3 separate regions of the Sus scrofa genome follow, and regions 2 and 3 are each linked to region 1. Evidence: chromatin contacts called from public promoter capture Hi-C data. All regions are on one chromosome and are shown on one strand. The core of a region is the stretch at or near the end of the contact, and the rest is flanking DNA. Distances in the headings are between cores, read along the strand shown.

What was found. Promoter capture Hi-C pulls out the DNA fragments that hold promoters and counts their contacts.
Region 2: a contact with region 1 is called in a promoter capture Hi-C map of liver, with 5 times the contacts expected there. The contact joins the promoter of PRCC here to the promoter of CCT3 in region 1. A contact is called at or near these places in 1 of 5 promoter capture datasets (liver), 2 of 47 Hi-C or Micro-C datasets (heart right ventricle and skeletal muscle) and 1 of 2 datasets of contacts at active chromatin or transcription factors (skeletal muscle).
Region 3: a promoter capture Hi-C map of liver shows a contact between it and region 1, with 2.4 times the contacts expected there. The contact joins the promoter of SSR2 here to the promoter of CCT3 in region 1. A contact is called at or near these places in 1 of 5 promoter capture datasets (liver), 2 of 47 Hi-C or Micro-C datasets (epiblast stem cells and liver) and 1 of 2 datasets of contacts at active chromatin or transcription factors (alveolar macrophages).

What each region holds. Positions count from the first base shown.
Region 1 is chr4:93,731,124-93,736,026 of Sscrofa11.1, reverse strand. CCT3 (chaperonin containing TCP1 subunit 3) reads right to left here and starts at 2,060. Exons shown (of 14, transcript NM_001244180.1): 1 at 1,905-2,060. The coding sequence starts at 1,935. It overlaps TSACC (TSSK6-activating co-chaperone protein), which reads left to right and starts at 998. Exons shown (of 4, transcript XM_013996980.2): 1 at 998-1,716; 2 at 3,215-3,274. The coding sequence starts at 3,238.
Region 2 is chr4:93,322,945-93,327,847 of Sscrofa11.1, reverse strand. PRCC (proline-rich protein PRCC) reads left to right here and starts at 2,349. Exons shown (of 7, transcript XM_001924343.6): 1 at 2,349-3,354. The coding sequence starts at 2,887.
Region 3 is chr4:94,007,752-94,012,654 of Sscrofa11.1, reverse strand. It overlaps SSR2 (translocon-associated protein subunit beta), which reads right to left and starts at 1,931. Exons shown (of 6, transcript XM_001928470.5): 1 at 1,832-1,931; 2 at 974-1,128. The coding sequence starts at 1,128.

The DNA.
Region 1 (4,903 bases), core at 811-3,310:
CCTTGCTCAGTGGGTTAAGGATCTGGCGTTGCAGTGAGCTGTGGTGTAGGTCGAAGATGAGGCTTGGATCCCACATTGCTGTGGCTGTGGCCTAGGCCAGCAGCTGCAGCTCGGATTGGACCCCTAGCCTGGGAACGTCTATATGCCGCGGGTTTGGCCCTAAGAAGCAAACAAAAAAAAAAAAAAAAAACAAAAACACATACTGGTTTCCCAGATGTATACACTGATCAAAGCTTACCAACTTATACTCTTCAAATATGTGCAACTTTTTGTATATCAATTGCACCTCAACGAGCTGTTAATAAGTAAACATACATACTTATTTCTTTCTTTACTTCAACTCCTGGTATACTAAGAAACAATTCATAAAGCTTCAACTTTGGAATCTTAGTCATCACTTTCTCTCTAATCAAATATTCATGTATGTATAACAAGGATTCATAACCTAAGATCCATCAGATTTTTAAAGACCTGGTGACCCTAAAAAAGCATCAATCACTCCCTTATGTAAAAAGGAAAACTTGGGGGATTCATGTCCTCATAATTGGGTACACAGAATCATACTGACATTCCCAGCGTAATTATTAAATAGTTCCTCCCCCCTTCTCCCCTGTGTGCTATGGAATGAGAACACACACTCAAAAGCATCTGGGTTTGCGAGATACAATCACTTCATGCTTGGACATAACCAGAATGCCTCAGGAACCCACTGACCATCAGTAAGTGTGACCTACATGTTTTAATAGGAAGTCTAATAGGTTAGGGCCGCTAATGCAAGGGATTAACTCCGACCTCAAAAGAGCTGAACAACGCACTACTCACCTTAGGGCCCTCTCAATGGCTATACCTGAATCAAAAGAATGTTTATTTCACTCCTCTCTCCAAATTATACTTCCCTACAGTTTGTTGTAAAATTTCCCACCCATCAAACCTAAACATTCATTCACAGTTCTCAGGATTTAGATTCCTATTTCAGGCACTGATAACCAAAATCCTGCATGGACCTTTCTGATTGGATTCATCAGAAAAAAATTGGTTTTTTTTTCTGGGTTAAGTGGATTCTTGTTTGCAAACAGTTATTTTCCAGGTATACAGAAAATCGATAGCATTCTACACGCATAAGAGAGGGACGGAAAATGACTAATAAGGCTGAGATTACACAGAACAGAAACATACCCGAGGAAGACAACAGAAATGCGACTCATTCCCCATAGGTAAAGAGACCCAATGGAAAAATGTGGGAAAACTCAGTTGGTAAGTGGGAAAGATTACCACGGAGGGGATATCAAGGGAATAACTACATCTAAGATAAACCAGTGAGGAAGGTAGGGTTACTTGAGGAACAGAAGTTGCAGAATGGAAATTCAAGAGGACAATTACTGAAAATACAAATAACCAAGGCTACCACTCGCTCTTTTAAGCAATTGTCTCTACTTATCTCACTTGAGTCACAATCTTACGGGAAAATAGTTAATCCTAATAATAAAGATGGAAACGTTTCAATCAAACAACGTGGCTGACGCCACACCACTACTAAGGGATGGGCCAAGGTTAAAATGCTAGGCCAAACTTAAAAGCCGTTAGTCACAAAACTGCACACTGAAAATCACTCAAAGAAGGTTGCAAGGGCGGGGGTTGGAGGTGAAGAACAGAATGCCGAGTGGGAAGCATCTTCCCGAGGCCAGAGCCCGGAAAAATGAGGCTCGAGAGAGAAAGGTCAGTTTGCGTTTGTGTAGACATGGGAATACGTTAAGGGTAGACAGGAAAGCAGAAGGGGCTTCCAAAATGAACGACTGGAAGGCTCAGGGGCCGGACCAGGGCGGGACTGGGCTGAGGCAAGGCTGTAAAGTGCCGAAAGAGGGAGATGAAGAGGGGGTCCCTTCCCCAGCTTTCCCAAAACTCACTAAGCACGAGCACCGGACGATGGCCCATCATGGCGGCGCGATGCAGAGCCGGGTACCCAAAGCAGGGGGAACCGGCAGAACCTTCTGGAGAGAGAGAACCAGCGAGAAGCCCAGAAAACGCTGCCTCCTCAGGGCTTACACCCAACCCCGCTACCCTCCCGGGCGCCCCCAATCACCGCACCCATCTCACTGACCGGCACGGAAACAGGCCAATTGACATTCTTAGCCCCGCCCCCTACGCAAGAACGCGGGGCAAGCTAGGTAGAGAGAGCACGGTGATGGCAATGAGAGGGCAGAGGCGCTTGCGCAATGGGGTGGCCGCTCCCGGCCGCGTGCGGCGCGAACCTTGGCGCAAGCGCCAAGGATCGGGTAGTTGGCCGGAACGCCACTGCGCATGTGTGTCAACTATAAGGGTGGGTGCTGGGGTAGAGGCTTTCCATTAACACCGCAGGTGAGGTCATTAAACTCATGCGTCTCGACTCCTTTCGGACGCCAAGGTGGAGAATGACTTGACAGTTTCCATGCTTTCGTTCCAGCTTTGGCTACGGGGAGGACTAGAAGGGGCGGGACCTAAACCGGCAGTTGAGAGAACACCTGGCCCCTTTGATGCGGGGTGGAATGGGAGTTGTAGTCCGATCAGACTGAGCTGGGCGGTAACTAGCCTTCTGGGCACGCTGGGAGTTGTGGTTTACTGCCTCTGACTCGTTCCTATGCATGGACCTTTCCCTCTTAGGCAAATACTATCTATTGAGGCCGTGAATGGTACCTGAGAGTGCTGGCTTACCGACCCCTCGAGTTATCCTATGTAAAACATTTTCTCAAGTGTTTTCCTCTAGTGCTCTCAGATTTTCTTTATCCGTGTCCATTCTTTCCCCTGCCCTCCTCATGCCCTCAGCTACTGGTCCATTAGAGATGTTGGAGAACCAGAGTTTTTAAGTTACCTTACAGGATAGGAAAAGGGCTGATCCCGCAGAAATCAAAACTAGGGGAGAACACAGTATTTGCCCACATTTTTAGGAGACGCTTAAAGTTTGGGCGTAGTTAAAGTACTGTTTTGTCCAGAGAAAAGAAACATTACTAGAAACAGTTTTTTGTTTTGTTTTGTTTTTTAGTGAAAGGATGAGAGCACGAACAATTCAAGAACAGTTACTTATGTTTGGCCATAAAATAGAACAGTACACACCCTTTCATACTTTTTCCTTCCCAAACTGGAGCAGCCTGATATGTGCTGGGGAGAACTTATATGAAATTGTTAATAGTAAAATAATAGCATGGGTTGTTGGTCATGTGATGTTGTGATTCTTTCCCAGGCACCACACCTGTAGGTGTTCAGATGGAGCAGCATTCTAGTCATCCTACTAACAGAAGAGGTGTGTGTCAGAGGCCCTGCTTCCTTTCCCTTAAAACCAGACTTTGATTGGAGTTCCCGTCGTGGCTCAGCAGAAACGAACAAATCTGATTAGTATCCATGAGGACACAGGTTCGATCCCTGGCCTTGCTCAGTGGGTTAAGCATCCGGTGTTGCCGTGAGCTGTGATGTAGGTCACAGATGGCGGCCTGGATCCTGTGTTGCTGTGGCTGTGGCATAGGCAGCAGCTATAGCTCCGATTTGACCCCTAGTCTGGGAACCGCCATATGCTGCAGGTGTGGTCCTAAAAAGAAAAAAAAGAAAAAACAAACGAAAAAAAACCCAGACCTTAATTGCTCAGCTTTTGGGAAAATGAAGCTAGTTGTATGTATGGTTTTGTTTGTTTGTTTTTTTTTTTTCTGTTACTTAATTGGAAAGTATAAGTATTTTTTCTGCGTTTCTCTCTAAACAGGAACATTCCTGGAATTCCTGTTGTGGTGCATCAGAAACGAATCCGACTAGGAACCAAGAGGTTTTGGGTTCCATCCCTGGCCTCTCTCAGTGGGTCAAGGATCCAGGGCATTGCCCTGAGCTGTGGTCTAGGTCGAAGACGCGGCTTGGATACTGCATTGCTGTGGCTGTGGCATAGGCAGCGGCTGTAGATGATTTGACTCCTAGCCTGGGAACTTCCATATGCCGCATGTGTGCCTCTTAAAAGCAAAAAAAAAAAAAAAAAAGCGTGTGTGTGTGTGTGTGTGTGTGTGTGTGTAAATGCACATATATATATATGTACATGCACATGCTTTTTTTATACATATGTATGGTATATTATATACATATATTTGGTTCCTTTTAAGTATGGATTGTGTGTAAAGTATTCTTCAAACCTTACAACCTGGTAGAAAATGCATCCTCATACACTTAGGAAGGGCTCAGATTATTTAGAAGTACATTTTTGTGGAAGTTAAAAAATCTTTCAGATAGTAAGAAGAATCCCAAGTTTCAGCTTTGGTCTCCTTCCCACTCTGCAAGAGCTGTCAAGTGACTGGTGGTCATGACTCTGGAGCAGGAGCAAGGAAAAGATGGAAGACCTACAGTAGGGCATATAAAAATCCACAAACTATGCAAAAAAACCCTGGATTTCCCTCACCATGTCAGGGAATAAAACATTTCAATTTTCATAGGCTCAGTGCCTTTCCCGATGGAAAACACCTTAGCTTAGCACCCATGTACAGGGACTTCTTTCTCCTGACACTCTGAATAAAGGACTAGAATAAGACATTTTCCTTCGGGGTTCCCATCGTGGCGCATTGGAAATGAATCCAACTGGGAACCGTGAGGTTTTCGGTTCGATCCCTGGCCTTGCTCAGTGGGTTAAGGATCTGGTGTTGCCATGAGCTATGGTGTAGGTCGCAGACACAGCTCGGGTATGGCATTGCTGTGGCTGTGGTGTAGGCCGGCAGCTGTAGCTCTGATTTGACCCCTATCCTGGGAACCTCTGTATGTCTTGGATGTGGCCCTTAAAAAAAAAAAAAAAAAAAAAGACATCTTCCTTCCTTCATACAATCTACTTGTCACACCTCTGCCCTCAGGCTTACTTTTTATGAAGAGGCCCCTCTCCTCATCCTTCAGATCCCAGGTGAGACTGAAT
Region 2 (4,903 bases), core at 1,100-3,599, 410 kb after region 1:
AGCCACGATGGGAACTCTTGCTTTTACTACCTTTGAATAGGTAATACATGCACAGATTACAAATTTCCAAAGGTATAAAGAGTAAACGGTGAGAAACAAATCTTGCCATCCCTCCCTGAAGTTTCTATTATCAATTCCTTACATGAAAACAACCTTTGAGGGCAGGGTGTCTACCTATTAAGGTAAATCATTAATCTTTACAGTAAGAGGACTCTGCTTAGAAAACATTTGTCATAAAAAGACAGATCCCTGGAGTTCCTGTTGTGGCGCAGCGGAAATTAATCTGACTGGGAACTATGAGGTTACGGGTTCGATCCCTGGCCTCGCTCAGTGGGCTAAGGATCTGGCGTTGCTGTGAGCTGTGGTGTAGGTTGCAGACGTGCCTTGGATCTGGCGTTGCTGTGGCTGTGGTGTAGCCTGGCAGCTGTAGCTCCGATTCGACCCCTAGGCTGGGAACCTCCATATGCCACGGGTACGGCTCTAAAAAAAGGAAAAAGAACAAGGACAGTCATTTCCCTTTGAAAGTTTCCCATTCTCTTAAGGTTCTAAATCACTTCACTGTGTGTTAATAGTGAAGTGTTTTTCACAGAAGTAGGGCGGGGCTCCTTCATACTCTATCCATCTTTCAAAGAAGGAGAAGAGAAGTGATTGCCCAAAGTCACCAGGAAGTAGGCTGGGAAACCCAGATTGGAAAAGTTGGTATTAAAGGTCAGCAGTGTGCAGGAGTTCCCTTGTGGTTCAGTGGTATCCATGAGAACATAGGTTCAATCCCTGGCTTGGCAAAGTGGGTTAAGGATCTGGTGTGGCTGTGAGCTGTGGTGTAGGTCAGACATGGCTCGTATCCTGCATTGCTGTGGCTGTGGCATAGGCTGGCAGCAGTAGCTCCGATTTGACCCCTAGCCTGGGAACTTCCATATGCCACAGGTGCAGCCCTAAAAGCAAAAAATAAATACATAAGTAAATAAAGAAGAAGAAGTCAACACTGTGCAAAGCATACCAGTTTCGAGATAGAACCAAAGGTCTAATTTCTCAGGGTAGTCCTCACTGTACCTGCTTTGCAATCAACTGAGGATTTTCTTAAAAATCCAGACTTCTGGGCCCCACTCCACACCTACTGAAGAGGAATCAGTTAGGCTGGAATTCAGCAATTTGCATTTTTAAGAAGCTTTCCCAGGGATCTTAGGCACATTAAAGTTTAAGATTTGGTAGGCAGGAAAAAAAAAGTGCTCTGGGCATCCAGAGCAGGGAGCAAACAGATTGAAGCAAACAGATGGAGAAGGCAGCATATGAATTTGTTGGTGAAGGCAGGGTGAGATTTAGACACATGGAGAAGGTGGGGGTGGGGCGGGGGGAGGTGGAGGGCACAGCAACCTTCTCTAATGGTGAATTCACTCACACTTGGGCCTTCACTGACTCTCTTTTTGGTTGTTGTTGTGGCCATCATCATCCTTTCCATCTTCCTCTTTAGCCTCCTCCCCAAACCTCAACAGTCTTCATGGGCTGAGCTCAGTAGATGCTTCTGCTCTCTGGGAGTAGGGGGATAGAGCACACACAGAGGTGCTTTAGTACATAAAGCTTTAAATTATAAAAGACACAGAGTTGACAAGTAGAGGGCACCCAGTCCCAGGCAGACAGGAAGGGGCAAAGACGAATAAACATGAAAAGGACACAAAATTACAGGTGGACAGGGAAAGAGCAGCAGAATCACGAGCAGACATACCTGAGCTGGGAAAAGGACACACATCAACACGGATGGATAGAAAGGTCACTCACAGGACCAATTAACAAGTTCACGCAGAAAGGCACAACAAACACCAGGCAGAGACAGATACAAAGAACATATGCAGGAAGGGATGGACTCAGGCAATGACTCAAATCTGTGATAGGGGCTGAGATGGAGCTGCCCCCAAATCTCAAGTACCGAGCCCTGCCTTCCAGGGTCCTGCCCATCGTTCTGTTTCACTGCAGAGAGAGCTCAGGACCCAGGCTAGACGGGCCAGATGTGCTCCTGGATGTGCATTTTGGTCAAGGCGAGGGAGATCATTTATTCCCTCTTATGTCACATTTACTTTAGCCTGCAGATGTTTATTATTAGGCCTTCTTTCTGGCTCGCAGCCCAACTTCGTACAGGTCTCTAGGACTCTGATTGTTCCTGGGTGCTCCGGGTTTCTTCAGTGGACTCAAAGGCTTCATCAGTTCATTTACAGATTTACAGATCACTTTCCCTTTAAGCTATTTTCCCCAATCCTCCACCTTCCCAGACTCCCTCACATTCCCGACATCACTTGCAGTTTCTACGAGCACTACGTCTCCCATAAATCTTAGCGCCCAAGCAGCTACCCTAGGGAACTTCAAGTACCGAAATGCTCTCCGACCCGGCTCCCTGACTACCGCGGTGACCGGTGGTACTTGTAGTTGTCCAGGAATTGTCAGACGACTCCAAAAAACTACTCCTCCCAGGAGTCCTCGTGTCAGAGGCGGGTTTACCGCCTGTCTTTCTCCGCGCCGCTTAATTCTTCCTCGGACTCCGATTCCCGCCGTGCCTTGCGCTGAGCTACTTGCGTCGGATAATGGTGCTGTGCTCAAAGTATTCTCTGGGAGTTGTAGTTCCTGTATTGGTGAGGCGAGGAGGAGGCGGAGTGACTCGGCGGCCATTAGCTGTGTGTAGTTGCCCGGGACTAGGAGCTTAAGTGAAGAGGGAAGCCTTATTCGGTGGAAATCAACTGTGGGCATGGGCTTCTGCCACGGATAGTCCTAGAGTACGGGGAAGGCGGGCTTTTTAGTTTCCTGCCCCGCCAAGTGGCGGGGCCCACTAGGCCTCTGGGCATCCCCGGTCTCAAGTAGGCCTTGATTGCCGGCAAGGGCGCCCCAAAGGCGGGCGGCGCCATGTCGCTGGTTGCTTACGCCAGCAGCGATGAGAGTGAGCCGGATGAGGCTGAGCCGGAGCCGGAGGAAGAGGAGGCGGCGGCCCCTACACCTGGGCCCACTTTAGGGGGCTTGTTCGCTTCTCTCCCCGCACCCAAGGGTCCGGCTTTGCTGCCTCCGCCCCCCCAGATGCTGGCCCCAGCCTTTCCCCCGCCGCTGTTGCTGCCCCCACCCACCGGAGACCCCCGGCTCCAGCCTCCTCCCCCCTTGCCCTTCGGCCTGGGAGGCTTCCCCCCACCTCCAGGCGTGAGCCCGGCTGAGGCGGCGGGAGTTGGGGAGGGGTTAGGATTGGGGCTGCCCTCGCCCAGAGGCCCTGGCCTCAGTCTTCCCCCCCCCATCGGCGGCGCCGGGTCCCCCCTGGGGCTTCCCAAGCCAAAGAAGCGGACAGAGCCGGTGAAGATTGCGGCGCCGGAGCTGCATAAGGGGGATGTGAGTATCCGGGAAGGGCACCCCCAAACTGTCCATTGGATTTGGGCATGGGCTAAGCTGTAGGATGGATTCGTGGGGATTCTGGGACTCCGTCCTATAAATGCAACCATTGATTCTAGGCCGCTGGATTCCTGGTACAGTGCGATTAATGGGAGCCGAAGTTTGTCAACTTTCGGGGAGTTAGGGTATTGGTCCACGCGGGTTTCTCCTGCTAGACTCGCCTGCAGAAGGGCCATAAACCATCACCTGGCACTGACAGGCCCAGGCCTAGCGACACTTAGGTCCACTCTCCCTTGTTGCATCTTCACCGCGGGCCAGGTTTTTTGGTTTTTTGTTTTTCCTTTCCCTCTTATACTGAGGACAGCATAAAACCTGGCACTTGAAGAGGTGACAGGAGACAGGATTCCCGAACCCTTGCTGAACATTTAGGACTAACCTTTTCCTTTGCCTCTGAACTTAAAAGCATCGGGGTCTGAAGGAGAAGGCTTGGGATCTTGGATTCTGTTTTTGAGGGGGGCAGGGAAGAAACTGAATATTTTTTTGAGTACAGATCATTTGCCAGGCATTGACCCTTTCCTTGGATTATTACAGAACTGTGGGAGATGATGTCCTAATAGTTACAGATGAGAAACAGGTGTCCAGCGTGCGAGCTGTTACCTGGTAAAGGGCAGAGTGAAGTTTAGGAGCTGAGTCTGCCTGGACTCCAGACCTCTGCCTCAGTTTCGCCATTGAGGTATTTGTCAAGCCTAGGTGACTTAGGACCCTTGGATCCTAGAATAGGCGACTAAACTTATGTTGTTTTCTGAATGTTGGAGCGGACAGTTCGAAGGCCTTCCTTGGAGTGAGTGCTTTGGGGATAAAGGAGACAGCTTAGGGGCAGGTCCTGTTTTAGAGTTCTCCGGAGTTCTTTCCTTTCTCGGTTCTGGAAGGTTAATTGGTCAATCCCTGGCTCCCCTTTGGTAATCCTCCTGAGAGAAGCTGACTGTAGCTCTGGCTTTTCTTCAGACTTCCAACTCTGCCTGGGGGCTCTTTCTGTTCCTTGCACTTGTGGGTCCTTTGGCTTCTCCCCATAGACGTGCTAATGTCCCCTCCCTCACCTCTTTCAAATTTTGGCTTAAAAGACTTTGTTCTCAATGAGGACGTCCTAGCCAACCTATTTAAAATTGCAACTTCCTGTCCCCCACTCCTCCCACTCCACTTGGCTTTATTTTTCTCCCTGGCACCACCATCTGAAATACTTCACTGCCGTTATCTAACATACTATAAAATACTGTACTATACTGTGCTATGAAATACTATACTACACTATGAAATACTACACTATAAAATATAAAAACAAAATGCATTTTATTGCCTCTGTTTCTGCTCATATACAAACTCCGTGAAGGCAGAGCTTTTACTCACTGTTGTGTGCCCAGTGGTTAAAACAGTGCTTGGCAAATACCGAGTCCTACCTTAGTATTTTCTGAACGAATGAACTCAAATGAATATGGATTTTTCATAGAAGGAGGTTCCAGAATCTACCTCACTACCTTATTCCAAACTTTTT
Region 3 (4,903 bases), core at 682-3,181, 280 kb before region 1:
TTGGTGCCCCAGAAATCAGAGGTATGAGAGCAGACGTGGCGATCATACGGTAACCCTCTGCCATGTAAGACGGTCTCCCAGGGCATCCTGAACAAGTGTGTATTAATTGGTTTAGATTTAAATGTTACCACAGAAAACTTGTAACCCCCTCCCCCAAGAACATGACTGAAATTTTGGGAAAGACTGTTCTAAATGATTTTTCTCTTTTTTTCCCCTATTCTGTGAAAACTTAAGACTCCCATACTATGCAGTTTGTTCTAGAATTGCAGGATCAAGTTATTTTTCCTCTGCAGTCTCTATCTCTAGTCTGAATAATTAGTCTCTTTGCTAATAAAGAAGTATGCAGAGATCAAAAAAAAAAAGGAAGGAAGGGAGCTGAAAGAAACCTTTGAGGTAACAAAGGATCATGTGTTTTTTGCCTTTTTTTCTTTCTTTCTTTTTTTTTTTTTTTTTTTTTTTTTGCTTTTTTAGGGCTGCACCCACGGCATGTAGAAGTTCCCAGGCTAGGGGTCGAATTGGAACTACAGCTACCACCCACACCACAGCCACAGGAATGAGGGCTCTGAGCTGAGTCTGCAACCTAAACCTGAGCTCACAGCAACGCCAGATCCCTTAACCCACTGATCGAGGCCAGGGATTGAACTTGCATCCTCATGGATCCTAGTCAGATTCGTTTCTGCTGAGCCACATGGGGAACTCCTCTTTTCTGCCTTTTCATCCTTCTCTCCCTATTTCACACAATTCTTTCTTCTTCTCCACTATGAGACTCTAGCAACTCACAAAATTGGAGGATGGTTTCCTGTAGCTTAGGTAAGAATATCCTCCTCCAAAAGTCATCCAGCAGTGAATTCATTTACACACTATACCTGTTGCTGGAGTCCTCCCAAAGATAAATCATTACTGATCCCTGTTCCCAGTCAAGATACCTGAGAAGCTTAAAAGGGCCCAACCTATAGCTTCAGGGCCTCCTTACCTTGAGCCAACATTGTAGATGTTGTACTGTAAGGTCAAGTCTCGCCCCTCCACAGCATATCTGTTCAGCAGTGATTTGGAGGCCAAAAGCCTGGCTCCTTCTTCTGCTTGAGTGACAGCAAAGAGAGTCAACACCACGAATGCCAGCAGCCTCATCTTTGGAGGAAAAAGCAAGTGAGCAGTCAATCCAAGCATGTAAAACCACCAAAATCTTTCTGACAGTCCTTTCTTACAAAGTCCGTCAAAAGATCTTTTGAGCTCATCAAAGCAGCGGCCACTTTCACAGAGCAGAGTATACGCTACCAAAGCTGTCCCATTCGCAAGCTTCCCACCAAATCCACCCTGCAGCCCTCGAAAATCTGTAGACCTCCAGGGCATATCTGCTACCTATTACTGCGAGGGGTCCTGGGTGCTCCCCAATTACTGGGGTCTTCTGAGAGAGCTCCATGTGGCCAGAATAGAGGTTTCCTTGGCCTGCCGCATTTCGGCCCATCTCGGAACTGTAGCAGCCTCTAGCTTTCCTTCACACAGGAATCCCTCACGACTGTTGCCTTTCCCCGGCTGCTATTCCTCCACCAGCACCCCAGGTATCCCAATGCGCGCTAGCGGGGTCCTCCCTCACGCCCCTGTATCCTACTGTCCATTTTTCCCGCGGGACCGCATTCGTCCTCGTCTTCCACATCCCTTTCTGGGGCCCTCTGAGGGCTTAGTCTGTTCTGCCCCCCCTCCGTCTCTTGCCAAGATTACACGTCCTCCAGCCAGCGTGCTCTATTCCCTCCCCGCCCTGCCAAAGCTAACCCTCAGCCGCTGAGTGTTGTGTGGACACGAACTTTGGCACCCCCAGAATCAAAGGACTCACCGTGCGCACCCCACAAACCCTTCAGGGGGCCACGAAGGCCGGAAGAGAGCGTCAGCACCCGAAAGACCGGAAATGAGCTCTGGCCGGAAACGTTGGTACTCTGCTGGATGCCTTCTGGGAGTTGTAGTTCTCAGACAAGCCCCACCTTTCCTTTGTAGAGCGCGCCTGCCTCCGGGATGCTGCAGCCTCTGTGATCGATTTGTCTGTGCTCCTTCACGCTTTTCTTTCTTTTCTTTCACGCTTTTATTATTCTGCCGTCTAGAGTGGCTTTTCAAGCTGGCTTTCCAGTACCGTAGATGACCAGCACCTGATTAAGTGCTTTGTGGGACTGGCAAACGTAGAGATTAGGATCTTCTGTCTACAATGTCGAGTGTACTATCGAGCTAGGAATTAGAGAAAAACTGTTGCTCTCCGGGCTACCACCATTCTCTGTATTTCTAGGCGAAAAATTTACTCATCTTCTATATCCAGCTAGCTACCCTAGAAAGCCCTGAACTTTCCTTAGAAGCCCTTTGAGGTTCCAAAAAAGTAGATCCTTTCTTTAATTTTTTTTTTTTTTTTTTAGGGCCTCTCCTGAGGCATATGGATGTTCCCGGGCTAGCCGCCTCTGCTGTCTGCATCACAGCTCAGTGGAAGCTTAACCCACTGAGCCCACTGAGTGAGGCCAAGGATTGAACCCTAGTCCTCATGGACACTAGTCGAGTTCATTACCGCTGAGCCACAACGGGAACTCCGGCTTGGTTTTTGGTTTTTTTCTGATTGTTTCTGATCTGGAAAATCTACCTTCATGATTAGGTGCTATTTCTCTAGTGTACACTTATTCAGAGATCCTACAGTGATGCTGAACGCACAGGAGGTGCTCAAGAAACACCTGCTGATTGGATGAATTTTCATCATCTCTATTTACAGTCTCCTTATTGGAATCTATTCTGACTAGAGGAGAGATTTGAGAGTCAATTGCTAAGGAAAATATTTCCATTGAAAGACTTCCAAAAAAATACAACTTCTTCCTGCCATCTTCAAGGGAACCCCACCAAGAGATTGAAGTAGAACTTTTTTTTTTTTTTTTTTGTCTTTTTTTTGTTGTTGTTGTTGTTGTTGTTGTTGCTATTTCTTTGGGCCACTCCCGGGGCATATGGAGATTCCCACGCTAGGGGTTGAATCGGAGCTGTAGCCACCGGCCTACGCCAGAGCCACAGCAACGCAGGATCCGAGCCGCGTCTGCAACCTACACCACAGCTCACGGCAACGCCAGATCGTTAACCCACTGAGCAAGGGCAGGGACCGAACCCGCAACCTCATGGTTCCTAGTCGGATTCGTTAACCACTGCGCCACGACGGGAACTCCTGAAGTAGAACTTTGTTAGATGAACATGGAACTGCGTGCCAGGACCAGAGGCATGCAGAAATGGTAAGGCTACCTAGGGTGCACTCTGTGCCCCCAGGGCAGTGTCACTGGTTTCATGTCCTGTTTTGTGGTTTTTAAGGCAGAACCCAAGCTGCCCACTGACCTCTCTTTTGGGATCTGCAACAAGAGGGCCACCAAGAGAGTATGTGACCAGGCCGAGAAGGAAGTGGCAAGCTGCTTTCAGGCTGGTGGCTAGGCAGGTACCCAGAAATAGTCTTGCTGCAAAATTTAGGGGCTTCAGATGGGCATAAGTTAGCTGGAAGTGCACTCGGTAAATGGTAATGGAGTGAATATGAACCATGTCTGTTTTTGAGAAACATCCAGAATCAAAGCTGTTACAGTAACTTTGCAACAGTCATTTTTCCTTTTTCTTTTACATTCTTTTTTTTATTGTGGCAAATATACATAACACGAAATACACATAACATGAAATTTACCATTTTAAATGTAAATGTTCAGTGACATTAAGTGCATTCACATTATTGTGCAGCCATCACTACCACCCACCCCTTCCCAGAACTTTTTCATCTTCCTGAACTGAAACTCCATATACCTATTAGGCAATAACTCCCCTTTCTCCTGTCCCAAGCCGCTGGCAGTTATTCTATTTTCTGTCTCTATGAATTTGACTACTCTAGGTACTCCATAGAAGTGGAATTTAACAATTTTTTTTCTTTTTTTTTTTTTGCTTTTTAGGGCCACACCCACACCACATAGAGGTTCCCAGGCTAGGGGTCTAATTGGAGCTACAGCTGCTGGCCTGCACCACAGCCATGGAAATGCCAGATCTTTAGCCCACTGAGCAAGGCCAGGGATCGAATCCGCAACCTCATAGTTCCTAGTCAGATTCGTTTCCACTGTGCCACGATGGGAACTCCTACAAATATAATTTTTTTAATTTACACAAATAATACATACTTAGGAGTTCCCACTGTGATGCAGTGGGTTAATGATCCGGCTTGTCTCTGTGGCTTTGCTGGTTCAATCCCCAGCCCAGCTCAGCAGATTAAGGATCTAACATTGCCAAAGCTGTGGCATAGGCTGCAGATGAGGCTTAGATTCAATCCCTAGCCCAGGAACTTCCATATGCCTCAGGTGCTGTGCACCTGAAAAAAGGAAGAAAAGAAATGCTGATATTCTCTCTCTCTCTTTTTTTTGGGGGGGGGAGTCTTTTTGCCATTTCTTGGGCCGTTCCCACGGCATATGGAGGTTCCCAGGCTAGGGGTCGAACCGGAGCTGTAGCCGCCAGCCTGTGCCAGAGCCACAGCAAAGTGGGATCTGAGCCTCGCCTGCAACCTACACCACAGCTCACAGCAACGCCGGATCCTTAATCCACTGAGCAAGGCCAAGGTTCGAACCCTCAACCTCATGGTTCCTAGTCGGATTCGTTAACCACTGTGCCACGATGGGAACTCCTGATATTCTCATTTTTAAAAAAATCAAACAGTATTGGAATAGTGGTTACAAATGTTAGGATGCGAACTTATATGTCCAAAAAATGTTGACTTCCTTACTTTTCTACATTCAAACCCAATTTCTGCCTTCAGCACCTTTTCCATTAGGTAGCAAGAACTTAAATCTCTAATGATGCAGGGACACCCCAACCGTTTTCTTCAGAGGTGCTTCTAATTTGCTAGAGGGCTCTCAGACGCATGATGGAGGGG